Linked DNA regions of Mus musculus: region 1 is linked to region 2. Evidence: chromatin contacts called from public HiChIP or PLAC-seq data. All regions are on one chromosome and are shown on one strand. The core of a region is the stretch at or near the end of the contact, and the rest is flanking DNA. Distances in the headings are between cores, read along the strand shown.

Region 1 (5,932 bases), core at 2,832-5,331, 150 kb before region 2:
CAGAGCTATGTTTAGCACTGTGTCATTGTCCATGGCGGATCTTTTCTTTCTGATGTGGGCCTCTGGCTTTCACAAAGAACTGCAGATGAGGAGCTGGGAGGGTGAGCCTTGAGATTCCTGGGAATGGAGGATGTAGGCCAGCTATGGTCTGGAGCTAGGAGCTGAGGAAAAGGTGCCTTCCTGCTCACTGCCCTTTTGTCTGGGAGCTGGCATTCAAGTTCTAGCGTGAGAGCTAAGCCCTCACATTGCCATAGCCTTCAAATTCACAGAGAAAGGGCCCATGCACAGCACCTTCAGTGAGGGATGTGAACCCTTCTGGATCATTCTGTGAGGAACTTGGGCTTTGACACCAGACGGGCTAAGGATCAGGGTCAGATCTGCCACCCCATGCAAATCACAAAGCTTTTGTAAGCCCTTATTGCCTCTTTGCTAAAGCAGAGACAAAGGCAGCTAAGCTCAGACAAGATGGCGTCCCACTGGCCCACCATCCAGGATTCTGCTATGATCTAGCGCTGCTCAGGAGCTCTAGCCTTTACTGTACAATCTTGGTTACCAACTTTATTCTAGAGTTTTCTCTGATAGACACTGGGGATTGCTTAGCAAGCAAGAGATTTCTCAGTTCAGAATGGAGCTGCTTCCGTTTATTACCATACAAACTCTTCCAGGCTTGGCTCAGAACAGAAAGGCAAACAGATCCAGCCTTGGGCTCACAGAGTCAACCCTGCATTCCACATTCCCAGTGGAGATTCTAATTCCTTCCCACATCAGCTAAGTACCTATGAGGTCAGAGGACTCATGTCATGTGGGCAAAAGAACCTGAAGGCTGGAACCTAGAAGAGGCCGGCATGGTTTCCCAAACCTAAGAAATGGCCAGGAGGATGCAGGTTCCAATCGAGGCTTGGGACCTTGTGTTCTATTCAGTTCCCACTCCTCATGTGCAGCCCAGGGGACCACAGGGAACACAGCATGTCTGCCTCCCCTGGCATAGCAACACCAACTGCAGGCAGCGGAGTTGCACTTGGGCAATGCTCCATGGAGTTCTTAAACTTGGAAGAATGAAACCAGCCATGTGAACTTTAAGCTCTCGCTTATGGAAAGGAATACCTTACTGGAAAGAAAGGTCTATTTGAAAATCCAGTCACAAGGGCCCCAGGTCAAAAATGAAACAACAAGAAAACATGGCCCCAGGAGAGCTCACATAGCTGATAATTTAGTCAATCACTGGATGGAACAGAGACACAAGCCGCCTTTCCTGCACTGCTGCAAGGAAGCACCATCAGCTTTTCTTCATTGCGGGCCATGGCAAGACATGGTCAAACCTTCTGCCCAAGACAGATTCCTGCCAAGGTGAGAACAGAGCCGTGGCCTTGTTTCCTCTTCCTGTTTCCTCATGCTGTGCCATCATTTGAACACAAACCTGACTCCATCCATCTCTCATAAGGAAGATGGCAGCAGTACGCCATCTCCAGAGCCACGTCTGGGTCCTGTGGTCTCTGCCATGATGCCTCTGGATATCTTGTGTGGGGAAAGAGAGACAGAGCAGGGAAACTCTGTGTACAACTCCATGTCGGAAAGAAAGATATAAAACATGGAAAATTCAGCTGCCATCTTTTTCCAGGCCAGGCTGAGTCTCAATTCATAGAGATTCAGAAAGGGCTAATTTTGCTATCTCCACAGAGAAAACATTTCAGAGCAGCAAAGAATTTCAAATATTACAAACTGGTCCTATACTGTGCTGTCTCCTAGAACCCAATCTGAGATTTTGGTAAGATTCTAAGCTGCGGGAGACAAGGGTATCTACACAATACAGGAAAGGAGTGCAGATGCAGCTGAAGCAGATGCAGCTGAAGCAGATGCTGCTGAAGCAGATGCAGTTGGTGACAAATCAGACAGCTAGCTCCAAGATGGCGTCTGTGAATTCCAATGCTATACCACGGACCCAGAGGCCACTTGCCTACTGCATGGTATGCGTCTATCTTTGCCGACCACATCAGGACAGCTATAAAGCTGTGGGTCACCTAAAACACACCCAACCCCAGAAGAACCATGCATGGGTCAGAAGGGCTAGGTCCCAACTGGAAAGGCATCCTCTTGAAGACAAGCACTTTTGTTTCTTCTTAGGCACTTTGATCAAGATAATATAAACTCTCGATTGTGTGAATTTCTAACATTCCTTTAGCTGTCTTCATGGGCTCTTCTTGAGTGTCTCCTGGAAGTGGCCCACACCATCTCTTCTGCTCTGATGCACTCTTTCTTGGTGTCTTTCCCTATTTCTCTTCTTCTTATGCAGTTCCACGCCAGGCAAGCCCTCAGCCACTGAGCTATATCCCAACCTAGTCCACATTCTTCTTGCATCTCTCTCACATGATCACGGCCTGCATCTGGGGCCATCCCAAGTGACCAGATCAGTCTTCTGAGGCCGCTGTAAACGACTTGTCTGATGTTGGTGCTCAGGGCAACACCAAGAGCTCTTGGTAGACAATGAGTGAGGACAGCCAGCTGAATTCAACTTCAGGGTAAGAGGGGGCCGATTTCTCAGCTGCTTTATTTTCTAATGTGACAAAGGAAAGACTTGGAGGTGAGGGAAGAGGGAGGGGGCTGAGTTTACTTAGGGAAGAAGAGAGGTTGGAGGAAATTAGAAAGAGGATAGAATAATGATTCTCTGCTTGATTAAGTGTTTTGTTTAAAGAAAAGGAAAAGTCACCTGTGAGGTAGACAAGCCTGGGTGTTGTGTGTTGGTGTTTGAGATGTAGCTATGGTCATCCTTGGAGACTGACCTTAAATAATTCAGTCCTCCTACGTCCCAAGTACTGTGATTACAGATATAAGCAAGCATGCCTGATCGTGTACTGACTTTTTTATACTTAAGTAAAAGCTTCATGGTTACTTTTGATGCACACTTCCAGCTAAGCTCTGGGTCGTCCCCCCCCCTCTCTGTGTGTGTGTGTGTGTGTGTGTGTGTGTGTGTGTGTGTGCTTGCATGTGTTTGCATGGATGCATCTGCTCCTCCTTCCCTCCCTCTCCACCTTATTATTCTGAGGCAAGGTATATTCGCTGCCTAAAGCAGCCTCGGGACCCTGAGGGATCTCTCCAGCACTAGGGTTATAGACACACACCCCTGTGCCCAGCTTTCCATGTTGGGGCTATGGTCTAAGATCTAAACTCAGGTCCCCCTACTGTTTGCTTGGCAAACACTCTGCTGACTCAGCTACTTCCCAGCTCTTAAAAAGCTATGTTTTGAGTGTTTTACTGAAAATCTCGTTCAGGGGGCTGGAGAGATGGCTCAGCAGCTAAGACCACTGGCTGCTCTTCTAGATGTCTGAAGTTCAATTCCCAGCATTGATAAGATGGCTCACAGCTGTCTATAAGTAACCCAATGCCATCTGGCATGCTGGCAAACATGTAGACAAAACTCCCATACACATAAAACAGACAAGTTCAGAAGTTCTAGCATATATTTTACAGACTTACAAACATAACTTGTATTCATAATTCTTTGTTTAAAAACACTGAGGAGGAGACCCAAACAGACACAGTGGGCTGAAGAGGGGACATCAGTGGAGGCTGGCCATAAGGGACAACTGAAGGCCACCTGAGTAGGGCTCAGACTATGAGGGAGCCCCTGGCCCAGGTGCCTAGCCCTCTTGCCACACTGTCATAGTTCAGTTACTAGGTCCCTGCCTCCAGCTTGGCTTCTCTTACCAGCCATCCTCTTAGAGCAAACTATAAATACGGTCTTTCCAGAGAAGCCTAGTAAATGTTCTCCCTAGGCCCCTGAGCAAATGTTCCCTCTTCAGTTAGGTGACACAGAGCTATTCCAATCATTGCCCAGGGTCTACCTCCATGGAACTCTTCAGGGTAATCCAGATAACCACTCTTGGTTGGCTATTCTTTCTTTTCTGAGCCCTGTTTCCTGTCTACTGCAGAGTCTTGGCTGTGGGAAATTGACAAGGGAATTAGCACAAGGCTTCCTATTTCCCAGAATACCAGCTCCATGAAGTCAAGGCCTAGGCTGTACCAGATCTGAAAAACCCCCAGAGGCCAAGGGAAGCATCATTCCCTTGCTTTTAAAGTTCAACAGAACCTTTTCCTGCCTGTGAAGATGAAAACAGGCATAGAGTCTGCATACCTGGGGGATGATTGAGCTTACAGTCACTCCGAGAAGTAGCCAGGAGCAGCGGCTGACCTTTAGAGCTGACACTAACACCTTTCAGGGGGCTACTCATTGAGAATGTGGCAGGGGAGGTACAGTCACTTCTGTGAGTCTTCTGCTCAGGTAAACACACATCAGGAACCAGAACTATAACTGGAATGCTGAGATGTCCTTAGCCTTCTGCCCGAGGCAGGGATGGCGATGGCAATTTCTCAATCTATACTCCATGGAACAGCGAAAGGGCAAAGTAGAACTAAGGGTTTGAGAGGGTGGGTGTCAGATAGACTCACGGTTACTACTTCAAGGTTAGAGTTTCACTACGATGTCCAGCTTAAGACAAGTTCTGGTGCTGGAGAGATGACTGTGGGTGAAGCACCTGCCACAAGTGTAAGGAGCGAAGTCTGAATTCCCCGGTACCCACATAAATATGGGAAGGGGTGAGTGGTGGGCCCTTATGTAACATAAGAAGTAGAGACACGGGATCCTGGATCAAGCTGCATTACTAGAGTAGCCAAGTCAGTGAGTGCTGGAGTAAAAAAGAGAGATTGCGGCTCAATGTAAGGTAGAGAGAAATTAAGGAAAATACCCAGTGCCAACATCTGGTACATGCCCCTCCTCTCTCTGTCTCTCTCTCTCTCTGTCTCTGTCTCTCTCTGTCTCTCTCTGTCTCTCTCTCTCTCTCTCTCTCACACACACACACACACACACACACACACACACACACACCCTGGTTGGTTTTCTGTCAACTTGACACAAGCTAGAGTTATTAGGAAAGAGGAGCCTCCATCAGATTGCCTTGAAAGCAACTCTAGGGGCATTTTCTTGATTAATGTATTAATGTGGGAGGGCACAGCCCATTAGGAGTAGTGCCATTCCTGGGCAGGTGGTCCTGGGTTGTATAGGAAAGCAGACTGAGCAAGACAAGAGCGGTATTCCTTCATGGTTCTCCTTTAGTTCTTGCCTCCCAATTCCTGCCCAGACTTTCATCATGACCTGAGAATTGTTAAGCTGAAATAAACACTTCCCTCCCCAAGTTGCCTTTGGTCAGTCATGGTGTTTTATCACAGCAGACAACAGGGTTGCTGGAAAACCAGTAGCCTAAAAAATTCTCCCACTCCCTGGTCTAGAAAAGGAGAAGTAAACTGGCTGGAGGTGGAGAGATGCCGACAACTGCCTCACAAGAGACCCATATTGCTGGAAGGAGATAAGAGATGCCTCAAAGTTGTTCTCTGACCTTCTCAAGTGTTCTACCCTGCCACACACACACTTTTAAAGCAAACAGGCTTATGGCAAAGTGTACCCAGGAGGGACCCAGCTATACACATGCCACTTTTACCAACTCTTTAGGAAGACAAAGAAATGAGATATTGTTTTTAGTATTCACAGGACAGGTAGACAACTGCTCAACCCACTACACACTCCCACGGGTACCCCACTTGGATTTCTGGATATGTGGAAACATGGTGAGCAGCCTAGAAGAGGCATTACCCCAGAGTATAGACCAGTAGTGGCCAACTCATCAGTCACCTCCAACAGATCTCCTTCTTATACCTTTCTCAAGGAAAACACAGTATCTCGTGTAATCTTGACCACTTCCTGCCACGCCCGGTGCATACAAGAGTGATGTGCCATTTTTAAGATGACTTCAAATTGTGTACTGAGTTTATCTCATCAGTTATTGTGGGAATTCAACTAGGACAATTAGTCTGCCCTGATGGTAAACTCTTCGAAGATACCTGTCCCTGTGTCTTTCAAATGTGCCGATAGATACCAGAGCCC
Region 2 (6,665 bases), core at 2,262-4,761:
ACATCCTGACCTCAATCCCTATGACTAGCAGGTAGAAGAAAACTGAGGCTTCTTATCTCAACATATGCGTGATAATGTGTGCACAAATGTACCTTTGCATGGATGTACACACTCAAAATAAGTAAGTCAAATGTTTTTTTTTTTTAATTTTCTCACATTAAAAAAGTACTAATGCCAGAAGCTGGAGAGATGACTCAGGAATTAAGAGTCTCCTGCAGAGGACCTAGGTTCAGTTCGGAGCAAGCACATGGTGACTCACAACGACCTCACACTCCAATCTCAGGGGAGCCGACATGCTCCTCTGTCTTCTCTGTCTCCTGTCTCTGCAGGCACCAAGCCTACAAACATACAGACAAATAAATATGTAAATATTTAAAATAATTAATCAATTAATTTTTAAAATACCAAAATAATCTATTTTCTTTGTTTGTTCTGAAACAGGGTTTCTCTGTGTAGCCCCGGGGAGTTTCTCTATGTAGATGTCCTTGAACTTTCTCTTCAGAGCTCTGCAGACAAGGCTGGTCTCCGACTCAGAGGTCTACCTGCCCCTGCCTCTGTCCCTGCCCCTGCCCCTGCCCCTGCCCCTGCCCCTGCCCCTGCCCCCGCCTCTCCTAAAGCTATGCACCACCACCAGCCAACTTCCCAGAACAATCTAAAAGTAAGAGGTTCTAAACACAAAGTGACAGGATTGTGCTGAACTGCTAACCTCTACTCTGCACAGTGAATTCATGCCTTTTCATCAAATTTCAGAACACCCTCACTGTTAGAGTTTAAATATCAGTTTTCCTACAGAAGACTTCCTGGCTTACAGTTCAAATCACTGAGAGCAGACTAGAATTGAAGGCTCTGACCTATTCAATTTATTAGCCTACTGATGGTCCACTGGCCTTTCAGAGAATTGAAACAAAGTTTCAGGGATGGTCCACTGGCCTTTCAGAGAAATGATACAAAGTTTTAGGGACACTGTGCCACCTAGGTGGAGGAAGGCTGTATCTTATCCTGGAACTTCTGTCTCTGCCTCTGGGCCACCCAGGAAGTGATCAACTTCACTCTGCTTCACCCTGCCACCATGAGCCCACTGAAACTATGAACCAAAATAAAACCTTCCTGCTTTCGGCTGTTCCTCAAGAATCCCATCAGCGCACTGAAATAATGGATACCACATGCAACCTTGATGTAATGACAGAGAACTGAAGTATCTGCCAAAAACTACAGGACAATCTCAAGATGTGTGACGAATTCAACCAGTATCCATGACAGACAATTCCACACGTCACTGACCATCTATTACATGGCCAGAGCCTCTGGTAACCAATGTATATGGAGCATCCATATGCCAGGAATTTCCTAGACCACAGTTTATAAACTGTGGGTTGAGATTCAACATGGGGATAGTCAAGCAAATGAATGGGGAGGGCACCAAAAAATTGGCAACAATAAAGTTTCTGAAAGGACAACTACCAAAAAAATAAGTAAAAACCAAGTATATAAACCCACAGTGCTCTCAGCTGCACTCAGCCATGATGGATCATAGCACTTGCTATAACCTTGGTTCCAAACACATAGCATGTGCACTTTGTACTGTGCATGATGTCACCCATGTAACGACAAAGATGCTGTTCGAAACCCCTTGGTTGACCAGTGTGGTGGCGCAAACCTTTAACCCCAGCACTTGGGAGGCAGAGGCAGGCGAATTTCTGAGTTTGAGGCCAGCCTGGTCTACAGAGTGAGTTCCAGGACAACCAGGGCTACACAGAGAAACCCTGTCAGGAAAAAGAAAAGAAAAGAAAAGAAAAGAAGAGGGGAGGGGAGGGGAGGGGAGGGGAGGGGAGGGGAGGGGAGGGGAGGGGAGGGGAGGGGAGGGGAGGGGAGGGGAGGGGAGGGGAGGGGAGAGGAGAGGAGAGGAGAGGAGAGGAGAGGAGAGGAGAGGAGAGGAGAGGAGAGGAGAGGAGAGGAGAGGAGAGGAGAGGAGCCCTTGCTTGAGATTCAAGGCTTTGTACACTGTTCAAGTGTATTTGTAGTGCACTGTGCCCAACTCTTGTAGAAACAGCATGGTTTAGAGTAAACAAATCTACACTGCAGTTTGTAGGCATGTGAATACCAAATTATATCTTGGAATGTGGTTTTGATTTTTAAAATTGCTATATGTGGGCTAGAGATGTAGTTCAGAGTGCTAGGCTACAAGGTGTTAAGCCCTGGGTGGATATTGTGGATCACTAAGTAGACCCTCTGAGTAGACACCACAGTAATTCCAGCACTGGAAATTGGAAGTGGGGATAATGGGGTCAGGAGGATCAGAAACTCAAGGCCATCCTGGGCTACGTAGTTCAACACTAGCATGTGTCACAAGAATCCCACCCTCAAGAACAGATACATAAGCAAAATTTGCTGAGATGAAATAGTCCTAAACATATTTCCGCAATTAAAAAAGCCTATGTGACTTTATATGAATAGCACATAGGCAGGTGCTCATAGAAGACAGAGGACAGCAGATCCCCTGGGACTGCAGTTATGACCTATCATGTACGTGCTAGGAACCAAGTCCAGGTTCTCTCAAAAGCACTACATACTCTTACTAGCCACAACTCTATCCTTTGGTACTAAACATTTATACAAAAACCATGCTCTCAGCATTTTCAACAAATGTCTGAACTCCACACGAAAGAACTGCTTGGGTGAAAGGGGGGTCATGATCAGAGAAGTCAGGTACCAGACACCGAGCAATCACCCTGGCAAACACAATGTGCACAGGACCTCTTGAGAGGCTGTAATCTAGTGGGCAAGCTGGGGGATGAGTGTCTGTTACTGAAAGGAATAAGTAGACAGCACTTTCAAATATGCATTATAAGAGCTCATGTTACTAAAATAAATAAATAAAAGGTGAAATACAAACATATAGGCTTTAGAAAAGACAAACTGTTTCTTTAAAAGGTGGAAGAAGTGACTAATCCAAGCCCTTCTGTAATCTACCCAAAGAAGCTATTTCTAAAATGCAGTGAGTAAATATAAACTTGATGATGAAAGACAGGAGAAAATACCTTTTTTTAAAAAATAACAAGAAATGAATAGTTGTTAGATATTAAAATACTTGACAGCACCAACCAGCGAGACAGTGGGAGTGAAGTTAAGAATGAGACGTGATGGCTGCCCTCCTGCCACAGAGGTGACATCTTCTCCACTGACTTCCCTTATATGCCCCTATGAAATATTCAATATATTCTATTATCATTGTTAATTACTGTACCTCTGTAATACGTTTATTTAGTATATGTGTGTGGCTGAATGCTTGCCAGTGTGTGTGTGTGTGTGTGTGTGTGTGTGTGTGTGTGTGTGTGTGTGTGTCTCAGAAGTCTGTCTCCTTCCAGTGTGTGAGTCCTCTGGCTTTTGCTATTGAAGCCTGCAGTAGTAAAACTCACTGAATTTCAAAGACTCTCTGACACAGGAAGCCTCAGCACGTGCACTGCATATTTATACAATTGATCACAAGCAAGCACTTGCCAAAGGCTTCTAGAACATTTCTTCCATATTGCTCAGAGATGGAATGAAGCAAGGGGAGGGGCCACCAGGCAGGACGCTCAGGTCTAATGACACACCTGGCTTGCCTCTTGCCAGATGCTCAGCTAACCAGAACTCTATGGTGCCCCGAGGGCAACTGGAAAAATTCCTCACCCGCCAAGCACTCTGAAGCCACACTCACAGCTCAACCCATCCACAGGGTGGACAGTCAGCAGAAAGCGGAGGCTGGAGACTGGCAGTGAAGGTCAGAGGCAGTTCGAATCCCCTTTGTTGTTATGGAGATAATGGGGGGGGTGTCCTCAATGATGTCTCTTAGATCAAATGGAGAACAAGGACCAAGACAGAATAGCTTCTGTCCAATGAAGCTGCCTTTCCAAAACACTCCATCGGACATATTTGCCCACAAGTTTGTGGACCAGACAGCCTTGGGCTCCATTAGCAGAACCGGCTCCCGCTTGCCTAAGGGATAAGTGGGGAAGGATACAGGTTCACTGTAAAACAGGTTTACCAGAGAGACCCTGAATCTCTCCTGAAAGATGGGCAGCAGGACACAGGAAATGCCAGTCTTCCGGAGGTCTTTCCCGGCTTCTGCACACGCACTTCGTCTGCCCCTCAGCCACACAGCTTCACTCACGGTTCTCTGAACACAAGGGCCAAACACCTACTCCCCAGGTAGCATCTGCCTAAACAGCGAGCGCCTGAGCTCTACTGCACATAGGAGCATCAAAGCTGGGAATGCCGCCTCAAGCCCCAAGAGTTTGGGAAGCAGAGGTGACCAAGCCTGGGGCAGGTGGCCTCTCTGATCCTAACATCAGATGACCTGTGGGCAAGTTGGTCTTCCTATTGAAAGCATCTGACTGTCCGGTGTGATGGCAAAAACATCAACATCAATGACATCAGCTGACCCTGCTGTCAGCCCGAGTTTTGCAAGGGTTCAATCCTGTAATTTTATCGTCTGTCCAAGGAGCAGGACTCTGCCATCAGACCCTCAAAGGGAAACATTTGTTATCAAATGGAAATCTATTTCTGGTTCCTCTTTGTCTCCTTAGAGGAAGGTTCTCAGCAGATCCTAGCCAATACATCCAAAGGTCCTAAAAGCCTTTGGAAAGGGACAACACATAACATCACACATGACGTGCACGGCTCACAAACAGCACAAGACACACAAAATGTAACATACAACACACACAAAACTCACCAGAAAATATCTAAGATACAAACCAAAGAACCACAACATATGTAAAACATACAAAATCCACAAAGTTGGAGCACTCTGGGGCAGTAGCAGGAATAATTTCCTGCACAAGGTTATAGGCCAGGGCCCTGTCCTGACAAACACCACTGAACTTTTCAGAGTCCGTCTTCTGTGTCTTCTGCACCTAAAGAAACAAACACATTCCTCACAGATCAGGAGCTGCTCTGTGAGGTAGCTAATAAGATAATCTGTTACAGGAGGCTTACAAATCCATTTAAATTGATTTTAATTAATGAATCAATCTCAGACCCAATGAAAAACTAGATCCACAGATGGTAAGCAATACAAAGATTTCAGTCTCTAACCCCAGCCTGGAATTTACATAAAAAAGAAGGGTGTTTTCTGCTTAATGCAAGAAAATAGTAGTAACAACAAATTGTAACCAATTGCATCTCAGTTCACTGCCCAAGCAGCCTGAGGTGAAAGCCTCTCTTCGGTTAGATCAAATCCACCCCACTTGAGGAAGGGAAATAGATTTCAGAACGGTTTCCACACAGCTCACCTAACATGAAGGGAAAGGGGGTGGGGTTATGTACCAGGCTGACATCGGAAACACCTAAGATCAAATAAACCCGTCTCTTTCAGAGTCCTTCAAGCTGGACAGAATTTTACCTATGCACCCCCAAACACAAGCATAAAATGGCCCTCCGCCCAGCTGCGTGCTGGGTTCCAGTCCCCAGCACCAAAAGTAAAATAAAATAAAAAAGACCTAGGCAAACTTTCTCATTTGCTCCGATTTTACTCTTTCTAGGGACTGACAGAGCAACTGCTCTTTCAGAATGGCTGTTGGAGAGGAGCTCGAAACAGTCCCCCACCTAAAGACAGTTTTACAGTTGGTATTTATTTATTTATTTATTTATTTCTCAGTGGCTTCTCACTGGCCTGCTGACCCACTCTATTTTTAGAATCCAATCAGAATTTCCCAGAACAGATTTCAGGTAATTTTTTAGATAGATAGATAGATAGATAGACAGACAGACAGACAGCAAAGATCTGCGACCAACACCAGTTATCAGAGGGGAACCATGAAAGGAACCAAAAGAGGGAAGCTCATCATTCAAACACTTTCCAAAGTTTGGGAGCATCCCATCAAGGCACACTGACACACAGAGTGAGTTCCTCCTGGCAGGGACGCTGGCTCTGTGCAAAGGGAAGGCTACTGAGAGGGAAAATGCAAGCCGCAAACGACTGCTTCAGTGTTTCTCCCTCCCTCCTTCAGGACAGTTCACAAAACAGTTTGATTCAGCAAGCGAGAAACAAATGGAAGACTGGCTGGAACACTGCAAAAGGAACAGCCACAAAGACTCTGCATCAGGAAGTCGACTGCAGGGGAAAAAAAAAAATCAGGATACAGGCCAGAGCTTAGGCAGAGAGGCTGTTGGGCTTCCCCCACCTCCTGTGTGTGTGTGTGTGTGTGTGTGTGTGTTGGGAGGATGTTTCTGTCTGCTCCTCTCCCTCTCTGTGTTTCTCTGTGGCCAGCCAGTCTCTCCCCCACAAGGGGAATAAACAAAAGAACTCTGCTCCTGAGCTCCCAGGTGTGAGGACCCTGGCACCATGTGGCCTGAGTGGCAGCAGCAATTCTAGGGATTTAGTCTGTGCCTTTCGGGCTGGGCTGTGCAGGGCTCTACAGCAAATCAGGGAGTGTCAATACAGCCTGAGATTCAGAGCGAGACCACAAATTATAAACAGTTTCAGCAAATTGACTCGAGAGCTTTTGTTTCTCAGACACCCATGCAGGCAGCGGAACCTCCCCACCGCTACAGCCCGGGACTGGGAAAGGAAGTCGTTGAAGCCTGGATTTCCTGCTTTTACTGGTAGCCAAGAACTATGAGGCTTGTAGTGGTTTCAGGAACTGACTCATCCCATGATTCACGGATAAGACACTGCCTTTAAT

What was found. HiChIP or PLAC-seq counts read pairs in DNA pulled down with a chosen protein or histone mark.
Region 1: a contact with region 2 is called in an H3K27ac HiChIP or PLAC-seq map of trophoblast stem cells, with 18 read pairs. The contact joins two enhancer-like sites. A contact is called at or near these places in 1 of 39 promoter capture datasets (neural stem cells), 1 of 15 datasets of contacts at CTCF or cohesin (the NIH/3T3 cell line), 5 of 484 Hi-C or Micro-C datasets (cortical neurons, liver, nephron progenitors and 2 more), 19 of 115 datasets of contacts at active chromatin or transcription factors (T-cell acute lymphoblastic leukemia, embryonic basal ganglia, embryonic forebrain and 9 more) and 3 of 9 other capture datasets (adipose tissue, liver and pancreatic islet).

What each region holds. Positions count from the first base shown.
Region 1 is chr7:112,845,595-112,851,526 of GRCm38.p6, reverse strand. The region is part of intron 4 of Tead1 (TEA domain family member 1); the gene reads right to left. Among named protein-coding and RNA genes, the nearest start is that of Rassf10, 110 kb to the left of the region's middle. Within about 2 kb of position 4,081, at least 2 of the 459 cell types and tissues checked have an H3K27ac peak or open chromatin away from gene starts, as enhancers often do. A contact at or near this core is called in trophoblast stem cells, where this site is marked.
Region 2 is chr7:112,697,182-112,703,846 of GRCm38.p6, reverse strand. All of the region lies in intron 1 of Tead1 (TEA domain family member 1), which reads right to left. Among named protein-coding and RNA genes, the nearest start is that of Tead1, 21 kb to the right of the region's middle. Within about 2 kb of position 3,511, at least 42 of the 459 cell types and tissues checked have an H3K27ac peak or open chromatin away from gene starts, as enhancers often do. A contact at or near this core is called in trophoblast stem cells, where this site is marked.